Regions from separate parts of the Mus musculus genome. Here regions 1 and 2 are each linked to region 3. A link is a contact called in public Hi-C and HiChIP or PLAC-seq data. All regions are on one chromosome and are shown on one strand. The core of a region is the stretch at or near the end of the contact, and the rest is flanking DNA. Distances in the headings are between cores, read along the strand shown. Region 1 has its middle 53 kb from the start of Gm39601. Region 2 has its middle 95 kb from the start of Gm39601. Region 3 has its middle 140 kb from the start of 4933406G16Rik.

Evidence for each region. Hi-C and Micro-C count contacts between places; a contact is called where the count stands out from the background. HiChIP or PLAC-seq counts read pairs in DNA pulled down with a chosen protein or histone mark.
Region 1: a contact with region 3 is called in a Hi-C map of uterus, with 2.1 times the contacts expected there. The contact joins two enhancer-like sites. A contact is called at or near these places in 3 of 484 Hi-C or Micro-C datasets (neural progenitor cells and uterus).
Region 2: a contact with region 3 is called in an H3K27ac HiChIP or PLAC-seq map of neural progenitor cells, with 11 times the contacts expected there. The contact joins two enhancer-like sites. A contact is called at or near these places in 3 of 484 Hi-C or Micro-C datasets (the N1E-115 cell line, nephron progenitors and neural progenitor cells) and 4 of 115 datasets of contacts at active chromatin or transcription factors (astrocytes, neural progenitor cells and stem cell-derived neural progenitor cells).

Annotation. Positions count from the first base shown.
Region 1 is chr11:19,669,107-19,673,399 of GRCm38.p6, reverse strand. No RefSeq gene overlaps it. Among named protein-coding and RNA genes, the nearest start is that of Gm39601, 53 kb to the right of the region's middle. Within about 2 kb of position 2,104, at least 13 of the 459 cell types and tissues checked have an H3K27ac peak or open chromatin away from gene starts, as enhancers often do. A contact at or near this core is called in uterus, where this site is marked.
Region 2 is chr11:19,521,236-19,525,594 of GRCm38.p6, reverse strand. No RefSeq gene overlaps it. Among named protein-coding and RNA genes, the nearest start is that of Gm39601, 95 kb to the left of the region's middle. Within about 2 kb of position 1,369, at least 35 of the 459 cell types and tissues checked have an H3K27ac peak or open chromatin away from gene starts, as enhancers often do. A contact at or near this core is called in neural progenitor cells, where this site is marked.
Region 3 is chr11:19,202,604-19,206,896 of GRCm38.p6, reverse strand. No RefSeq gene overlaps it. Among named protein-coding and RNA genes, the nearest start is that of 4933406G16Rik, 140 kb to the right of the region's middle. Within about 2 kb of position 2,681, at least 62 of the 459 cell types and tissues checked have an H3K27ac peak or open chromatin away from gene starts, as enhancers often do. A contact at or near this core is called in neural progenitor cells and uterus, where this site is marked.

The DNA.
Region 1 (4,293 bases), core at 855-3,354, 470 kb before region 3:
AGTGCTGTGGTAGAAGCCCCCACTTACTCTCTAACCTTTCCCCTTTCAACCTGCTGCCCTGGAATATTTGTATTCATCTTGCCTCCTTCCTCCTCAACAGTCCCCAAGCTTTCAGTGGCCATGATTTGTTTCCCACAGTTTAGCATTTCAAATTTGCTTTTAGAAGAGCCTGCCTATTTAAGATGAATTGTGTGGGTTCAACCTGCCTCGCTTTCCTCTGCTGGGGAATGGCATTCTTGCAATTTGACACCAGCAATGGGTAGGTTTTTTTTACTGGTCAGCACCTCTGATTGGAAGTTATATAAATCTTTGATTAATTTTAAAAAATGGGCAAATGAGGTAATTGTTACTTCATAAATCTGGCTTAATGAAGAAAATGTTTCTAATTTAGGCACTCACAAAATGAAATGTTAAAAGAGCGGCTTGTGATGAAGAGCGTGGCAGTCTCCTGCCTCCCCTAGTGATGGGATGTGTACTGCTGGGGACTGCCTCTTGCTCCCAGAGCTGCTGGGCCAGGGTTAGGCAGGCAACAAAGGCTTTGGACTCCTTCCCCTTTCTTTATACTCTCCAGAGAGATAAACTAACTGGTCATTACTGGAAGGCAGTGTTTAGGAAAATTCATATCCCAAATATGTATTTAAAAAAACTTTCTATTTCTCTTAAAATTTATTATTATTATTTTTTGAAACAGGGTCTCACTATGTAGCCCAGGCTAGCCTATAACTTACTATGTAGACTAGTGGTTCTCAACCTTCCTAATGTTGCAACCTTTTAATACAGTTCCTCATGTTGTGGTGACCCCTAACCATAAAATTACTTTTATTGCTACTTCATAACTGTAATTTTGTTGTTGTTATGAATTGTAATGTAAATATCCAATATGCAGGATATCTGATATGTGACTTCCAAAGGAGTCCGGACCCACAGGTTGAGAACAATTGATATAGACCCATTTGGCCTCAAACTCAGAGGTTCATCTGTCTCTGCCTCCTAACTGCTAATTAAAGGTGTGTGCAATCATGTCCAGCACAACTCTTTATTCTTTGGTTGTGAGTCTTAGCCTTTAACAATGTGTGTGTGTGTGTGTTTGTGTGTATGTGTGTGTGTGTGAGAGAGAGAGAGATATTTCCAGCCATTATCTTTTTATTCTCTCTCTATTTTTTATTTTTTTGTGTGTCTGTGAACATACTGTTGTGAATAATGAAGTCATCGAGTTAAATAATGTAACTTTATTCTCAACATTTAGCTCATCAGAATCTCTAACATAATGTGAGACACAGTTATTCCTGGTTCTAATTTGAATGGCCTGGGTGGAGTCTAGGAGGGCTAGTGCTTCCTGGCTCGCCTGGTGTGTCTTTGGTGCAGCTTGAATTAAGAATTCATCAGCAGACAACAGCATTCAAATGCCTGCAGAACTTCACTATGCACTGGTTCTTGTGTCTACCATGGAGTTTTGGATTTAATTTACCTAGAGCTCAGCAGCCTTAGCTTTGGGCGAAGGCAGGGGTAAGTGGGGGCGTGGCTCTGAGGAGCTATTAGGAGCCATGCGCCTATATTGTGATATTCACCTGCCTCTACGTCAATAACTTTAGAGTTTATCGGGCAGAGTTACTCTAAATTGCGAGAACACCGATTCTAGTGACAGAAGGAAAAACCCCCTTCAGGGTGCAGGGACAGTAATGTTACAAGATTAGTAATTATAAAGAAAAGCGATGTTTTTCATTGTTGACAAAGGATGAGACCAGCAAGGGGATAGTACTTATTGTGACAGCCTTGTCTTCCCAAGTGACAGAAGATTCGTGAACAGTAGGGAGCTGCCTTTTTGGGGTACAAACAATCCAGTGTAATTGGCACCAACGCTGACAGCCCTGTAGGTTTCCAATTTTACTTTAAAAGGCTGAACCTTTGCCAAGATCTAAGGTCTTCCTCCGATTGGGAGAGCTGAGCTCCCCAGGGTAACCGTTGTGAGGAGCCTGATGCTAGGTCTATAGAGGTCTCCCCCTAGAAGAGGCATCGGGGAAACAGCCCCTGGGCCTGGAATGTTCAGTCTCAGCCACAGTTGGCTTTCTGCTTCTCCACAGAAGCCACTTGGGAGCAGTGTGGCTTTGCTTGTGAGGAAGGCCGCACAGGGAGCCTTCCCGGAACCCACGGCACAGCCGGGGAACCTGGAGTCCCCTGTGATGACAAGTGAAATATTTCACAGAATATAAATCTTTCATCTTGCAAATGTTCCTTTGGTGAGAAATCAGACAGTGGGTAAGGAGTGGGCAGAGTCCTTCCCGGTGAATAAAACGAAAAGGGACGCTTCCTGCCTTTGTTCTGTGACTTGTTAGTGCCAAGTTGTGCTAAAGGAGATTTTTCTGCTTGAGATGGGTTCATTGCCCACAACAGACCCTTTAGCTCACTGACACTATGCATGTGTGGAGCTGGAGCGGAGAGGGGGGAGAGGAGAGAGAGAGAGAGAGAGAGAGAGAGAGAGAGAGAGAGAGAGAGAGAGAGAGAGAGAGAGAGAGAGAGCGCCAGCGAGCCCAGGCCTTCTGGTAAAGGTTAAACAGGAGCATGTGACTTGTATCCTCTCAGTCTTGCTTTCACAAGCACTTAAATAGAGTTGATCTGGGTCTTTGACTTAGGTCCTTAACTATTTATGCAGCTTGCCTCCCAGAAGTCCCATCTAAAGCATCGCTTTATAAAGTTATCATGAGATATCTGTGAGAGGTTATTAGTACTGTGTCCACATTTCTGGGCTCTCGCTGGTTTGTAAGGTCTTTGGGGGTCATTAGAAAGGGAAGAAGAAAGGGAACAGGAAGCTGGGGATGGAAGTCTGGGATGATGGGGCAGGGGTGCAGGGAAGAGGGGCGAGAGAGGATCAGAAGGATCTCCCCCAAACTGTCCTGGCGAGAGGAAGCTGGGTTAAAGAATGGATGCGATCAGCAGAGAAGGTGTCTAGGTTCCTATGAGCTGATGCTCATGGGTAGCTTGGACCCAGCATACAAGCCTACTAGTCATTCTTGCTCTTTGAGTCTCTGAGGAGCAGACATCTGACTAATAAAGATTAGAAGTCAGCTAGTACCAGGCCAACAAGGAAGTGCTTCACTGTAGAGAAAATATACAGGGATACCATGAATGTTTGGGGACTTCACACAGAAAATGAAAGGGGAGTGGATCCCGGGCATCTACAAATGATCTATCTATGACAGAGAAAGTCCTTCAGGTGAGCAGCCCCGAGTAGGGTTGGAGCAGTGACCATGCTCATTGCTTGGTGGGATTTTTGGATTTTTTCTACTGAGGGTTGATATCTGGGAGAGTAAAATCTCTAGATTTGATTGTGCCAGTCATCTGACTGTGAAACCTGAAGGTTACAGACTTCTGCTCCTCAGCAAGGTGTGGGAGAGATGAAAAGCTCTTTCTCTGTTTCTTCCTCCTTGTTTTACACACTGATGCTGCATTTTCCCGTGGAATTCCCACCCACAGGACTACAGTTGCTTTTCCATTGCTGGGAGGGGACACCATGACCAAGGCAATTTAGAAAAGAAGGCGTTTAATTGGGGGTTTGCTTGCTGTTTCAGAGGGTGAGTCTAAGATCATCATGGTGGGGAACATGGCAGTAGGCAGGGCATGGGAGCAATTGAGAGCTGACATTTCATTGTACAAGCAGGAGAGTGGAGAGAGGGGGAAGGAGGCAGGGGTGGGAAGAGGAAGGAACAGAGAGAGGGAGAGGGAGAGGAAGTGAAAACTTGGCCTGCTACAGGTTTTTGAAATCTCAAAGGCCACCTCTAGATACATCTTCTTTCTTCTTCTTCTTCTTCTTCTTCTTCTTCTTCTTCTTCTTCTTCTTCTTCTTCTTCTTCTTCTTCTTCTTCTTCTTCTTCTTCTCCTCCTCCTCTTCTTCTTCTTCTTCTTCTTCTTCTTCTTCTTCTTCTTCTCTTCTTCTTCTTCTTCTTCTTCTTCTTCTTCTTCTTCTTCTTCTTCTTCTTCTTCTTCTTCTTCTTCTTCTTCTTCTTCTTCTCCTTCTCCTCCTTCTCCTTCTCCTTCTCCTTCTCCTCCTCCTCCTCCTCCTTCTCCTCCTCCCCCCTGTCCTCCCCACCCCCTCCTCCTCCTTCTCCTCCTCCCCCCTGTCCTCCCCACCCCCTCCTCCTCCTTCTTCTTCTTGTTTTTGAGACAAGGTTTCTCTGCATAGCCCTGGTTGTCCTGGAACTCACTTTGTAGACCAGGCTGGCCTCGAACTCAGAAATTTGCCTGCCTCTGTCTCCCGAGTGCTGGGATTAAAGGCGCGTGCCACCATACATCTTCAAC
Region 2 (4,359 bases), core at 120-2,619, 320 kb before region 3:
CCCTTCTTCCCCTTCCTCCTCCCCTCCTCCTCCTCCTCCTCCTCCTTCTCTTCCTCCTCCTCCCCCTCCCCCCTCCTCCTCCCATTCCTGTTCCCCCTCCTCTCCTTCTTCCTCTATTATTCTGGAGAACATTGTAAGCAACTATTCTACCAATGAGCTACACTGCCAGTCATCGGAGTTTTGATAAGCCCCAAGGCAGGACCTGATATGATACAGATATAGAGGCCAGGCCATGTTTGCTGTGTTTGTAGTAACAGTTGTTGAAGAGAGTTGGTGTTGCCTCTGCTGCATCAGGCAACTGGAAGAGCTCCCAAGGCCGCCCCCACCCTTTGTGGAGGCAGCTGTCCTTTTCAGGTTGTAAGGCAAAAAGGAAAATTACTCATTTTGGATGGAGGTAATAGAAAAGCTAGAGTGGCTGGCTTGGCTGCTCCTGTTTTTCTAAAGAAGACAAGGAAGTCAGGAGTCTTAAAGTTACTAAAAAAAAAATTTTTTTTTTAATGTATGCCTGTGCACCACATGCATGCCTGTTTCTTATGGAGGCCAGAATTTAATTCAGTATTGGATCTCTTTACATTGGAGTTACAGATGGTTGTCAACCACCATGTGAGTACTGAAAATTGAACCTGGGTCCTCTATAAGAGTGGCTAGTACTCTTAACCGTTGGTCCATCTATCTTTCCAGCCCTTTGGAAGTGCCTCATAGGAGACCATCATCGGACTATAGCAGCTTTTGCACTCAGCATGCCAGACACTGTCCTCTCTCTCTGCATCCTAAACATCAGCTCCTTTGAGCCTCACCATGGCTCTATGAATGTTGATCATCCTCACTACTTTATTGCACCATGGCTCTATTAATGTTGATCATCCTCACTACTTTATTGATGAGGAAAACAAGGCACAGTTTGAATAAGAACTTAATTTGTATAAATACTAAATGGCATGGGGCAGAGTCAGAACTTGAGCTGTGGACATTCAATTCTGCAATCTCTGTGGACTTTGGTCTGTAAGCTAGGTGAAGCAGCATTTGAACTGGAGGATTTATTTATTTATTTATTTATTTATTATTTATAGGTGTAATGCATGCGTCCCCTTTGTTTTTTCTTGATATCAATGACTTGTCCCTGTCATTGAGACTCCCCTCTCTTGATTCACTGCGTGATGCTTCCTGTCCTGCCTTTATTCACAGCCTCACCCTGACATTTACATACCCACCCCCTTCTAGCTCTCACTGCTGCCTCCCTTGCCAAGTACAAATAATGACTGTTCTTTTGCTGGTCCTTGTTTCTGGTGCAGTGGGACAAAGAGGGGAGCAGAGAGAAATGTTTCTCAGAGCCCGGAGGTGGCCAGTATTGAAAAGAGGGAGCCCTGGTAACAGGCGCAGGGCGGAGACAATGTCCTTGCTCTATTGATGTCTGTCTCAGGGAAGAGGTTCTCAGTAGAAGAGCCAGCTCTGGTTTAAATAGTGTGTGTGTGTGTGTGTGTGTGTGTGTGTGTGTGTGTGTGTGTATACATGCGTAGTTTCCATGTGGTAGGAATACAGAGCCTCAAGCTAAGTGGCTTTGTGAATAGTGGGCACAGGCATGCCTGCTTACAGCACAAGTTAAACACTTTCCTGCCTTCTTACTGGTCAGTGAGATAGTGAATGAAAAGCCCAGGAAGCAGGTCACATAGGCTGTGTGGACGAGTATCTCTCTGTGGGAGTCCATTTTGTAGGTGTACAGTGTAAGCTTCTCTGCTTTGCACTTCTCCTTTCCAGCTCCAGTTTAAGTTTGTTTTGGTGCCCAAGAAGCCAAATATTTTTCCTTTGCCGTTGCAGAAAGACTTTCGTCAAATTCCACGCTGGTTGGCTCCACTGATTTGCATGTGAGGAAATACAGTCTGGTTGAGGATGCAAATGTTTGCCCTTATTTCCTACCTATGGGCTCTCTGCTTCTTATTTGGGGAAAGTCTACTTGAAATAGTAGCTTAGAGAGATTTGGGCAATTGATTTAATTTTTAGAGACTTCTTGTTGGTCAGTCAGTTCAGGCCTCTTTTTATATTAACTCATTCGTTCATGCTCATGATAAGAACTTTTGAGCATTGTCATTAAAAAATACAATACAAAGACGAGTCAGTAAGGGGCCTAGCCTTCTAGGAAATCACAGGGAAACACATTTTAAAATGTAATCTGGAGCTATTTCGGATCTGAATGAATTCTTTGTATAAACAAGTTTTCAACTCATTTCAATTGCATACCATATTGTGGCTTTGTCATTTACTGAATTGCATTGCAATCCCAGGCAGGACAACAGAAGTCTCTTCTGCTCCTTATGGAGTCATAGCAATATGACTGGGAGGCATTTTAAGGGCTATTTCTCAGTTTTGTGCAAATCCAGAGCTGCCACATGCAGGACTCTGAGCTTTGTCTTTGCCCACTCAGTGTCAGGAAGGATTATCAAGGTGTCCTAATGGGATCCTGAGTGTTGGGCCAGTGCACCTGCGAGTCCCAACACTGTGCACACCTTGATTTGTCATACTGCGGTTGGTATGCCTAAGCTATCCTTTGTGGACCAAATGTAGAGGGTCTTACAACAGCAAATAGAAGAATTCAAATTTTTGATATTATCTACAATCCTCTAACAGCTTCTGCATGGCTGTAGGTTTCAGAATTCCAAGCTAACCTGTGATTTAGATTGAGGTTGTTAGCCATTCAATTTGTCAGTGGGGAACTTGGGACCTATAAGGACCAGAGAGCAGTTAGGAGGCTGTTACATTTTGTGTGAGGGTAGTGTGGGTGCAGATGAGGGAGGGACAAACAAGAAAAAAAAAGGTGGTGAGGGACTCACGAATTGCTATTCTTGGGATTTGGCATGACTGGGTTGTTGAGCATGAGAGCAGGGGATCCTGATCTAAATGTGAAGAGGGAAGAGTGAGGAGAAGGAGAGAGATAACATTTAAAGGTCTTGAGTTGAGGTGTCTACAGAATACTCTAATAGAATCCACTAGAATCTCTGTGGAACTGGAGGCATAAGATTTAGAAGAACTTTTCTGGAGAAAAAGAAGGGAAGCAGATGGCATTAATGAGAGGACACAGGAAAAGGAATCAAAGGTCGTGCTTCAGAATTCTAATAATTCATACTTTTAGGGCTTGGGAGAAGAATATGCAGCTAGAAGAGGGACCAGAAAATTAAGTATTGTGTTACTATGACAGGGACAGAGCTGGTTTCATGAAGGAAGTGGCGAACAATTGGATCAAGTACTGGGAAGCTGTTGAGAATGTGGCTATTAGAAGTGACCAGGGACTCTTAAATGAGAAGATCCACTTAGATGCTGTGATGCCACTGTCATGTTAACTCTGGTGTCTGCAATAGGGAAGGCAATTCCACCTCTGAGAATTAGTAGATAGGGTGGAAATGCGAGCTCAGAAGGGCCAATGGTACCAGCCAAGAAGAGACAGTGCAGAGGGAGCCAATTCAATCAGTGTGGTCTTCTATGACTTTGTAATGCAATGCAAGCAATGCAAGACACTGCTAGTTTAATGTAGATGGTTTTCTGGAGCCTGAAGAACAACAAGGCATGCCAGTAGATTAGGAGCTGAGGTCTTGGGGATGCTCTTAAGGGAGGAGGCTGCAGTGCCCAGCCTGAGATTTGCCTGCGTAGTGGAATGAATGGAGCTGGCAAGGTTACTCAGGAGAAATCAACCCAAGCATGAGGGCAGATGGTTGGCTGTCACAGCGAGGACATAGAATCTGCTTCGCAGGGGGAAGCACATAGGGAAACTGGGACTTCAGAGAAGGGATTTTTGAACTTTTACATTTTGTATGGGGATAGTTTCCAGTATTTCAACAGCAGCCCTGATGGGTGGGAGATGGCTGAGGAGATACTAGGATAGAATGGGAATGGGGGCCTTTCGTTTCTGTAGATGTGGAGGGCTTGGGACAACACTAAATTGATGCTTAACTCACCAGAGTTAAAGGCACAGCAGAGAAAAGAAGAAGGATTTTTCATTTTGGAAGGCTTGTGCCGTGTAGCTCTTTCTGGGGAGATAAGAACAATCACTGAATCACCCCAGGTGCACTGATGGTAAACCAAAGCAATGACTGAACCTAAGTCTAGTTTAATTCAGGAGCGTGGACTCCTCATTCTGCTGCATCAGGGAAATTTCCCATAGCAGCATGGATGGCAACTCATGGCAAGGAATGCCGCATCCTTAGAACTCTCTGCCCAAGCTCCATCTATTTCCACCTAAAAGCCTGGGCTTCCCTGGCTCACCATGTATGTACCTTTGGGGAGGGGCTTGTGAGTTTTGTCACTTTAGTGAGCTGCCTATACCTTGCTAGTTTCCTTAGCTTAACTTATTTTAAGCCCCACCCCCATCTA
Region 3 (4,293 bases), core at 1,432-3,931:
TCCCTTTTCTCAGCGCCTGTTCTAGTTTCTGCTTGTCACTGAACGGGGCCTCTTCTATGCAAAAGCCTGTGAGCTCCTGCTTAGACTCTATGCTGTGGATGCACATAGAGTCACAGGATCAACTAAACCCACCTTTCCCAAGACAGTTATTCTAGATGCTCAGTAAAAAGAATTGTCTTTGCAGTAGTCCTAACAACCCCATCTGTGAGCTTGTCATCTCCTCAGACCTTTCTTTTCTATAACTCTGTTCTTTACCCATGGAGGCTTTGGCAGTTCACTATTGATCGTAACTGATGCTAGCAATCCTCCAGCAGTGACAGAGCCATGAGTGACCCTCAGAGGAAGAAAGATCTGTAGCCTTCTCCTTGGCTTGGCCATTCTTGTCTCCTAGACAGTGTTCCTTATAGATTAGTCACCAAGTCAACTTTGACGTGTTTCCCTACAGAAGATTAGAAACAGTTCAAAGTTAGTAGGGTGGGGTCATGGAGGAACTCTCTGTCTCTTCTCTATGTAGTATGTTCATACACTCTCATATATATATTGATACACCTTTACTCATGCATTAGTGTACACACACACTAGGTAGATAGATTGTGAAGGGTATGTGCAGCACACAGCTATGCTGTGCATATTGATTTAGTAGACACAGAGTGTCTCATGTGATAGGAGCCAAAGGAAGCCACATCAAAGTCCAGTCCACTTTGACCAACACTCCCTGCCAGGGGGCAGCAAGTCTGTTCCCTTGGCCTCTCTAAGGAAAGCAAGTCTCTGGAGACCTTTTTGAAACACACCAATTCTATTCCCAAGAGATGCAAATGCAAAAGATGAACATCCTACTGCTAATGAGGAAAAGCTGGGCCTCCTCTGAAGAACCTGTGCAGTGAGATGCTATGGATATCTTAAGGGGACTACAGAGGTAACTCAGGGGTTTAAGAGTCCCTCTTGAAACTATCCTGGGTTTAGTTTCCAGTACCCACATGGTAGTTCACAACTGTCTGTAACTCTAATCCCAGAGGCTGGACATCTTCTGGTCTTCATGGGCCCCAGGCACACATGTAGCAAAATACTCATGCACATACAATAAATATATCTAAAAATTTTAAAAGACATTTTAAAATAACATTTAATTTAATGTATTTAAATATAATGAAAGTAGAAAATGTTTATTAATAAGATGCTTGGAGTATATAGTTATGTTCAAATTTAATAACAGAATAAAATAATAGGAAAAATACTTTTTAAAGAATCTTGATCTACAAAAAGTGTTTCTAAGCAGTAAATAAAAGTGATTTGCTTTTTACTTTCCCTAATATCTTCATAATAAAATCATTTAATCTGTTAACAGTTATCAAAGGAAGATAGTCTAGTTTTTAATCTATTTAATATGACATTTTGGGAGCTGGTAGCATTCATTCATACAAGAGTGATACCACACAGGGTAGCAGAAGCATGCCCACAGGCTCCTTTGATCACCCCATGACTCCCTCTCCAGTGAGCAGTCAGTGTGTGTTGAGCATCCATAGATCAACACAATCCAGGATGACAGGGCAGGATTTACAGTTGCTTGTAGATTCTTCTTGACTTGTCTTTGAGACAGACATGGATATGGAAATCACAATTCAGAAAGGCAGAACTGTCACAGTCATGAGCTGTGGAGCCTGGGCCTGAAGTGTGTCTTTTGACTCTCACTACACTAGGCTGCTGACATTTTTAGTGCCCCCCAACAAGAAGACAGCAGAAGACACAACAGGAGTCAGAGAGAAGCCATCTGGCTGGGACTGAGACGTCTGTCCCTCTGTGGCCACCGCTGGATTCCCGTGTGCACATGCCCTCTTCTAAAGTGGAGTTTGCTTAGCTTTAAGCGGGTATATCGCATCCTGTTCCCTCTACTCAAAAGAGAGATATAAAGGGGAGAACAGTTGCCTTCAGCTCCAGATAAATGGCAGAAATTGAACTGGGCAGTGTCTCCCCTGGAATCCTGAGTCCAAAATTCGCAGACAAATCACCCAGTGCAGTGCAGGAGAACAAGAGGAAGTCCATTGTCCTTGCCAGCTGGAAAACTCCCACCCTGCAAGACCAAGGAGCACCATCTCTCCCCAATCAAGACATCCCAGGCATCCCTGCAGCTGCAGCCACAGAAGCCCCCCTCTCCCTCCCTCCCTTCCCGACGTCACCGGTGCACAGCTTTATTTTTTCTGGCCTACATTTTGAAGTCTCTCCACACTGATGGACTAAACTGGAAAGTATAATCCAATTGGCTCCGTCCAAAGCAGATGCCACATAATCACAATCACATTAATAAAGCTGGCGAGGGAATACGAAGAATTTGATGGGGTGGGGGAGGAGACACTAACAACTTCCAGAATGCTGGCACTGAGTACTTTTTTTCTAGAAACAGGTCCCGGGGAAGCCGGCATCCCCATCTTCTACACTTCAAATTGTATAAACTCCAAGAAAAAAAAATTTTTTTGGAGGGCGGGGAGGGTGATGCTTTTATTTTTTTTTGACTTTTTTTTGTTCTGTTTTTGTTTGTTTGTTTTTAGTTCAGATGAAGGGAGAAAAAAGGCAGAGAAATGCTTGCTCAAATCTTTTCAGCACTCGGAGTCTTATTTATGCACGGGGTTTCCAGCTGCACATGACATAAGTCGAGGAAAACTGGCACATCCTCCCACCACAAGTGCAGTAGAGCCGCAAGTTTGGCAAGTTGCTCTCGTTGCCAGATGCCTCTGCTGTTTCTGCAACTATGGATTCAAGGCACTCCAATTTTTTTCCTTGCTGGGAATACTTTCAAAGAAGAACACAATGTTTTGGGTTGCCTGGCCAAAGTTTAGCTGTACTTTTACATCTTTGCCAAACTTCCTGTTTTTAGCAAAAACAATTTATTATCTTGCTAGTTCTTTAGACCCCAGAGGATTTGCAGGCACAAATAACTACTTGATTTCTGTGTCTTTTCTAAAAGAATCTCATTCCTTTTCCCATAATTATCTCATAGATGCTAGGACAGGAACACATTTAACTTTTTGGGCGTGCTACCAAGGTGTAGAAAAGGTTTTAATTATTCAAACCTTTATAGTCTGAACTTTAAAGAACTGACAGTTATTTTTTTGTGTGTGTGGGCAAGGAAAATAATTCTTTTCAGGTGGTTTGGCAAGATTACAGCAGTATGGCATGTGTATCATACAAGCGAGTTTGGCGTCAGTTTGCACTGGGGACTCGAGATTAGATTGGGGAAACTTTATTAATCAGCAGCAATCAAAGAAAACATTCAACCAGACACTATGTGTGTGCATGTGCATGTGGGGGGGGGGGGTGTGTGGGGGGCAGTAATTGGACAGGGCCATGCTGTGTAACACACCTGGGTGTCAAATTCATGATCCTCCTGCCTCAGCTTCCCAAATGCTGGAGCTTATAGGCCTGTAACATCATATTTGGCCCAGTCACACATTTTTGATTGAAAAAAAAAAATCAACTTTGTTAGGTGATCACACAACTCCCCTCCCCTTGATATGACCAGAAAACCAAACCAAACCACAGACTAAGAGCCTTCTCCTTCCTCAATTGTCGGCAACCAGGCTGACTACCAACCTGTAGATAAAGAGAAAATGCAGTTCACTACTAGATTAGAGATGACTGTGGGTAACCTTAGCATTTTCATGAACAAAAATGTCCTCAGTAAAAACAAAACATTGCTGCAGCCACTCACATAAATGGATAAAATCAGCAAACAGGATCAATCGGGGCCTGCTTCCTGACGGTGGCCTGCAGTAGTCCTATGAAACAGTGCAGCCTATAGCAAAAAAAAAAAAAAAAAAAAAAAAAAAAAAAAAAAAAACCATGCCAGGGTAGAAGAAAACTGAACTTCGGAAGACATAGCCAGGTACAACGTGTCTTTCAAAATTACTTCACAGTACCTGTGAAGACTAGAAAACAGATCGTAGAAATGAGAATAAAATTAAATTAGCAGATCTACTTAGGAAACAGTGAATAGTAACGAGACAGCGCAGCATGGTCCTATAAAGGACTGGCTTCAATAGTGGCATCAATTAGGATGCTCATGTCCTGCTTCTGGTCTTTTTCTCCCCTCCCCCACTCCTCCTCTCACTCCCCTTAGTCCCCCTTTCTCCTCCTCTACCACCTCCTCCCTTTCTTCTTCCTCCTCCTTCCCTCCCCCTCCTCCCTCTTCTTCAATTGATACTTTGTGATTCTCTTGAACAAAGTCTGGCCAGAAAACAAGATTTAAGTCAAGTTAGCCATTCACCAGGCTGAAGCACACACATAAAGAGAGAACTGAAA